Regions from separate parts of the Cricetulus griseus genome. Here region 1 is linked to region 2. The links are chromatin contacts, called in public Hi-C maps. All regions are on one chromosome and are shown on one strand. Each heading gives the region's core, a stretch centred on a gene start, on an enhancer-like site or on the middle of the called end of the contact. The rest is flanking DNA. Distances are from core to core; before and after follow the strand shown. Region 1 overlaps Sgms1 (phosphatidylcholine:ceramide cholinephosphotransferase 1). Region 2 holds the start of Sgms1 (phosphatidylcholine:ceramide cholinephosphotransferase 1).

Region 1 (2,824 bases), core at 19-2,518, 63 kb after region 2:
TATGCATTTCTTGAAATAAAACATGTTTTCTCCTTGGAATATTTTACTAAAATGTTTAGCTAGCAATGAAGATATTTTTTTAGCAACAGTAAAATGGTCATTCTTTCCCACCTCGTGTAAATAACTACATTGCTTAAATATTAAAAGTGCTAGGCCTTTGTTCATGTTTTTGAGTAACTGATATTTTTTAAACAATAAGATGCTAAAAATTATTTTTCTAAGTGACTACCAATGATGCTTCTTAATTCTGTAATTTAAAGTAGATATTATAAAAGACTATTATAAAGGCAACATTCTTCATTCCCTTTATGTTCCTTGCACATATTTAAAATGTTTTTAATAATCAACAGTAATGTCAAAACTGTTCACAGGGAACAGTAAGCCTCTAGTGAATATTCAGACATCGGAAAATGCCCCTCTCCCCCCAGTTTTACCCAGTAGTGTTTGAATAGTGTTTGTGTTTGGATGTGCAAGATCAACAGCATTGCAAAGCATCCCATACATAGTGTATTAATATTAACTTGTCTCAGATTTCACTCCAAGATGGCAGCAGACAGGACCACAAACCGCACAGAGCACAGTAGCAGCTGGAAGACTGGGTGACACTGGGGGCACTGGGTGATATTTCTCTTCATGTTCTTCTCTCAGTTCTTGGACGTGTTGACCTCAGCCTTTACCCTGGAAGACCAGCAAGCAGCATTTCTGGCTGTTGTTTTGAAAGTGCCACCATGGATTCTGTGTTGATTGCTAAGCAAACAACAGGATGAAATCTAATGCTTGCCTCTCTATTTCTCGACTTTTTTTTTCCTCAGTATTCTCAAAACCTTTAAGTTTCTTTGGGAATTTCTGGAAGGAATTACTGAATGGAAAAATACTATTTTGGCTTCATTCCAAGTGTACTTCATGGGTATGACTAAGTCTGTGTGGTCCTATGTGGTCTCTCTGATCATGTCTCTGATGGCTGGGTCCTGAGCCCCGGGTCCCTGCATTCCTGTGGGCACCTGGATCCTTTTACCTGGAATACACATCCCCTGGTGTGTCTGTCCCCTCTTTTCCCTCCAGGACACACTTGGAGTCCCGTCTGGAATGAGACGTTTGATTTGTTGACTGCCCTTGATGAAGTGCAGCTCTCAAGCCTGCCTCCTCCCCTGGCACGGCCACATGCCCTGATTGACACCATTGTGGGGTACTTCTGTGCTGTGTGACTGTGCACATTTCTTTTCTTCCTGGCCAGGAGCAGTGCGTGTTGCGTAGTAGAGACTCTGGAAATACTTGCTGAATGAGTCGAGAGAATGAGTACATGAGGCTTCTCAGGGAGTTTTGTACATGGGAGAGGGTGACTCTGGCAACTGAAATGATTAGGAGGTTATTGTCATGCCCTCCCTGGGATTTAATGAAAACCAAAACCAAGGGCTTGGAGAATTAAGGTCAATGTGGTAATGTTTGGAAATGAGAGAGAGAGGGGGAAAGGAGCCAATCTGGAATATTCTTTTCTAGCTTGACAATGAGGTATTCTTTTCATGTAACCAAGTTAAGGAATGGTGGGAGAGGCTTCAGTGTTTATTTTAGAAAACAAGTTGTATGTATTAATAGGAGAAGGGATTATGGTATTTCTGAATGTGTGTTGGTGTGCACTACGTTTGCTCAGACACCCCCCCCCCCCCATCCCCCCCCCCCCCACCCCCCCACCCCCGCCAACACACACACACACACACACACACACACACACACACACACACACACCAAATTGCTGATTTTACTTTGAGGTCAAGTTTCCTAAAGTGTTTTAAAAGCTAGCTATTCAGGCAGGCTGTGGCCTCTAGGGAGTTGATATCTTTAGATGGAGAGATTTTTTTCTGTATCTGGGAATCAAGTTGGAATTACTGAATATCTGAATACTTAATTTGCTTTGCAGGATCTTGAGTCACTAACAGAATTAGTGTTTGAAATATGAGGTTTATTGTTCTCCACTTACCAGCCACTTCCATTATAGAAGGATAGGCTTGGAGCAGAGGCCCGTCTGCATCCTGTGCTCTTCCTGCATCTCTGGCCTCCCCCGAGGCCCCTGGCATTGACATCGGGTGGATAATATGTATATAAGCACCTTATTTGCCAGCTGAGTTCTGTCCTTTCGTTTAAGACATTAAACCTGGGGAGATGGTGGGCTGCATTAGATGACCCACTGAGTTCTAAGTTAGTGACTTGGATGATTTTCAGCCAATATCTAGAATCATTGTAATTAAAATGCCCAAAGTTAATGTCTGTGAGGTTCCTGGCTGATTTGGTTCTTTCCTTTCTTTGGAGGCCTTTTTTCTCCCCTGGTGCTTCTTAACCTGCCATGTGGGAAGCTTGGGCTTTTGAAAAGGAAAGGTGATTGCGTGATGTTGGTGACATGTCCTGTGTGGCCCCATTTTGCAAGTGTTTTTTTTTTTCTTTCTGTTTAGCTAGAGGTATCCAAGACCCAGTTATCTGCATTGGCATTCTGTGTATTCTGTGTTCTAACTCTGAATTCAGTGAAAAGAAAACATGAGCACACTAATGTAGAAGGGTGTGCTTGTTGTGTTATTGAGTGTAAAAAGCAACTTGCGGAATGTTTTGTGGGTCTGGAAAAGTAAAATACATAGGGACATACAATGTCAGAAATGGTACATGGCAAAGGGAATATTCACTTAATTTGTATCCCCTAGAACAATGCTTATTTATTCACTCGAATGACTTCTCAATTTTAAAAGAAAAACCAGATTGTTATTGGATGATTTTCTAGATGAGATGTGTTGAAGATAGACTCAGAACTACTCCAGGTACTGCTCATGGGTGGTGGCAG
Region 2 (3,066 bases), core at 132-2,631:
GACTAGAAAGGGAGCATTTTCACATTTATTAAATAGTTTTTGGTACATAGTGACTTAAAGATCACAGCTAAATTTAATCTGCTGTCAACTCTGATGTGTCTCTTATGACCACACAATTCAGAATTTACTTTAAATGCTATGGTTTCTCTTTAGATCCCCCCCATTTATTTACAGCTATGCTAAATATAGTGTATTTACATGTGCCTTTTCTAAGAATAGTTTCTTGAAATTGAAGTGAAAATGCTTTTTTTGTGAAAATGCTTTTATATCCTTCCCTTTTTAATATATGATGCATCATGTTAAAATTATGCATAGAAGAGTCCTATCTTTTTTTTTCTTAAAAAAACATTTCAAAGATACAGGGGAAAAAATTAAAGTAGCCCTATATTGACTGCGACACACTAGCAACTGTCACTATTCTGCAGACTTTAATTCATCTTTACAAGTGTGTGTGTACACACACACACATACACACACACACACACACACACACACACACACACACACGTGCACACTGGGGGAGGAGGGTAGATTTTAAACTCTAGATTCCTTGATCTGTCATACAGCAGTGCTTACTTTGACCTCGGTTACAGCAAGTGCGAAGTAGCCAGTGGCTGTCCAGCACTCATGTCAAAAACCAGCAAGCCTTCCTTTTATCTTTTAAACTGATGTTTAATACCCAGTGGGGCTACTAAGCCGCTCAGGCACTCTCCTGCTCTTGGTTGACACTCCAAACTGAACTGAATGTCTGTTGTCATGTAAAAACACGGTGTAAGTGCAGTAGCATAGTGTCCTGGGGTGAAGAGGCCAGGGATGCAGGAGAGGACGAGAGACCCCAAGCGCCTGGCCAGGAGCAGGCTGCATTTTGAATCCGTTTTTTCCCAAGTTTTCAGCGTCTCACATGAAAACGGGTCTCAAGGGCTTAGGGAAAGCGGCATTTAGGTTCACCCTGAGGGCTTGTTAACCAGATTTCAGGGAGGACCCCACCAATAGCGTTTCTGATTCCGTGGGTCTAGGTGTGGTAATGCATCCTCGGGTGGTGAGGTCGAGGGTCCAGAGATTTCAGGGACACCAAGTGACTATAACAGCATCACCATGGAACCTGACCGGCGGCAGGGGAAATGCATGGAGGGGAGCGGCGGCGGTCCTGACGTCTTCCGCCACCTCCATCCTCCCGTCGCCGGGAATGGGTCACAACAGGGAAGCAGTGGGAGCGGTACCGGCGCCTCAGGAACGAGAACTCCTCTTCTAACTTCCGCCCCTGGGGAAAAGCAGACGCCGTCAGCCCAGGAGAGCTGCTCTCCAATTCTCAGCCTTTGGGTTCTGGCTCCGGAGACAGCCCGTCCTCCCGGGGATCGAGTGCCAGCGCAGCGGCACCCACGCAGTAGCCCCGCGGAGGCAGGTGAGGGCGGGGACCCGGGCCTGGTGGGGAAGCTGCTGGGTCGAGAGCCACCGGATCCCGGACCGTTCCTCGCCAGCGGTCCCCGCAGGGCGGAAGATGGCTGCCCCGGAGCGCGGCGGACAGTCACGTGTCACACAGGCAGGGCCGCTCCTGGTCCTCCCTCCCACCCCCGCCCCCAGACCAGACCCTGCGGGCAGCGCCCCCAGGGCGACCCGTGTCACTGCGGCACGCGCGGGCAGACCCAGAAGCCCGGGTGCCGGGGGAGGCTGCTGTCTCCACCGCGCGATCCGGGTCCCCGTGCTGGGTTCCGCTGTGAGAGCAGGAGGAAATCTGCGGGCGACCCGCACCCCGTGGGGCCATTGGGCATGCGCAGTGCTCCGGCTCTGGTGCGGCGCTCTCCAGGTTTTCGCCGCAGCTCCGAGCGGCGGCGGGAGGTGGGGCCCGGCCGGACTAGGCGGCCCGGTGCTCCGAGACTGCGGGAGACCTCCGGGGCCTCCGAGCTGCCTGGCGCTGCGTGCTTTTTAGGAAACCGGCGGACCCCCGATTTTGGGGGAAGGTGGGAGTGTAAGGATTAGAGCTTTGGGAAGGAACTCTTCCGAAGAGTTTGAGGACCATCCATTTTAAATGCTCAATCATGAATCAGTCACAAGTGTCGCAGCTCTTGGGCTTGTTGGGGAAGGAAATCCCAGTGCAGTTCGCAAACTGCTGTCCCCGATGGTGGTTTCTCAGCCCCCTGGCCAGCTCTAGCCGTACAAATCTCGGGCTGGCCCTAATTGGGCATCTGATCCCGGAGGATGAAACCCACCATCTGGGTCCTTCTCGTCGTGGGGAAAAGCGCCCGCCTCTCCAGTTCCCGTTGCTTGAAACGAAAGAGAAAAGGACCCCCTCCCTCCATCTCCCCCGCACCCCAGTTCACCCCACTCGCTGTCCTGCGGGACTCCGCTGGGTCCCCGGTCGAGCGTCCGCGGTCCCCGCCCCCCGGCCGCCGGGAACACCCGGAGGAACGGACCGGCGTCGCGCGGGAAGCCGACCCGGCTCCGCCGCGGACTGGGCATGCTCGGCAGCCGGAGGCTCCAAGTCGGAAGCCTTCTCGCCAGCTCCGCAGCGGCCGGGGCAGCGGCGGCGGGCTGCCTGCTGGACAGGAGCGGGGAGGGCCGGGGGCGGGCGGGCTGCTCGTCCCGGGAGCCTAGCACTCGGGCGGGAGAGCGCGATCGGCGCGGAGCCCGCACGCCGCCCTGCCCCGGATTCCGTTCCGCGGCGGGGAGCTCCGCGGCGCGTGGAAAAGAATTCCGGCGGCTGCGACGACTCCGCGCGCAAGTGAGTCGCGGGGCGGGGGCGGGGGCGGAGGGCCGGCCTCCGGGTCCCGGGAGGCTGGAGCTGACCCGAGTCTCGCGGGCCCGGCCTGACCTCGGCGGGCAGCCGGGGCGAGGGGGCGTGAGCGCTGTCGCGCGCGTACCTGGCGGGCGGTCCCCCGCGGCCGCTCGTGGGGGTGGGCGCGGGGGAGCGCTCTGGCGGCCGCGATCCCGGCTCCGAGGGGGCGGGCCGCCGGCGGGGCTCCCCCGCCAACTTGGGCGGGGAGGAAGGCGGAGGCGTCAGTGGGCACCTTTCCGAGGTGCTGCGTGCGGGCTGGAAGGCTGCCTGGTGTCATATCGGGGCGAGCGGAC

Evidence for each region. Hi-C and Micro-C count contacts between places; a contact is called where the count stands out from the background.
Region 1: a Hi-C map of the CHO-K1 cell line shows a contact between it and region 2, with 2.2 times the contacts expected there. The contact joins the enhancer-like site here to the promoter of Sgms1 in region 2.

What each region holds. Positions count from the first base shown.
Region 1 is chr3:29,219,618-29,222,441 of CriGri-PICRH-1.0, forward strand. The region is part of intron 2 of Sgms1 (phosphatidylcholine:ceramide cholinephosphotransferase 1); the gene reads left to right. Among named protein-coding and RNA genes, the nearest start is that of Sgms1, 63 kb to the left of the region's middle. Within about 2 kb of position 1,269, at least 2 of the 6 cell types and tissues checked have open chromatin away from gene starts, as enhancers often do. A contact at or near this core is called in the CHO-K1 cell line, where this site is marked.
Region 2 is chr3:29,156,896-29,159,961 of CriGri-PICRH-1.0, forward strand. It overlaps Sgms1 (phosphatidylcholine:ceramide cholinephosphotransferase 1), which reads left to right and starts at 1,382. Exons shown (of 10, transcript XM_035441887.1): 1 at 1,382-1,402.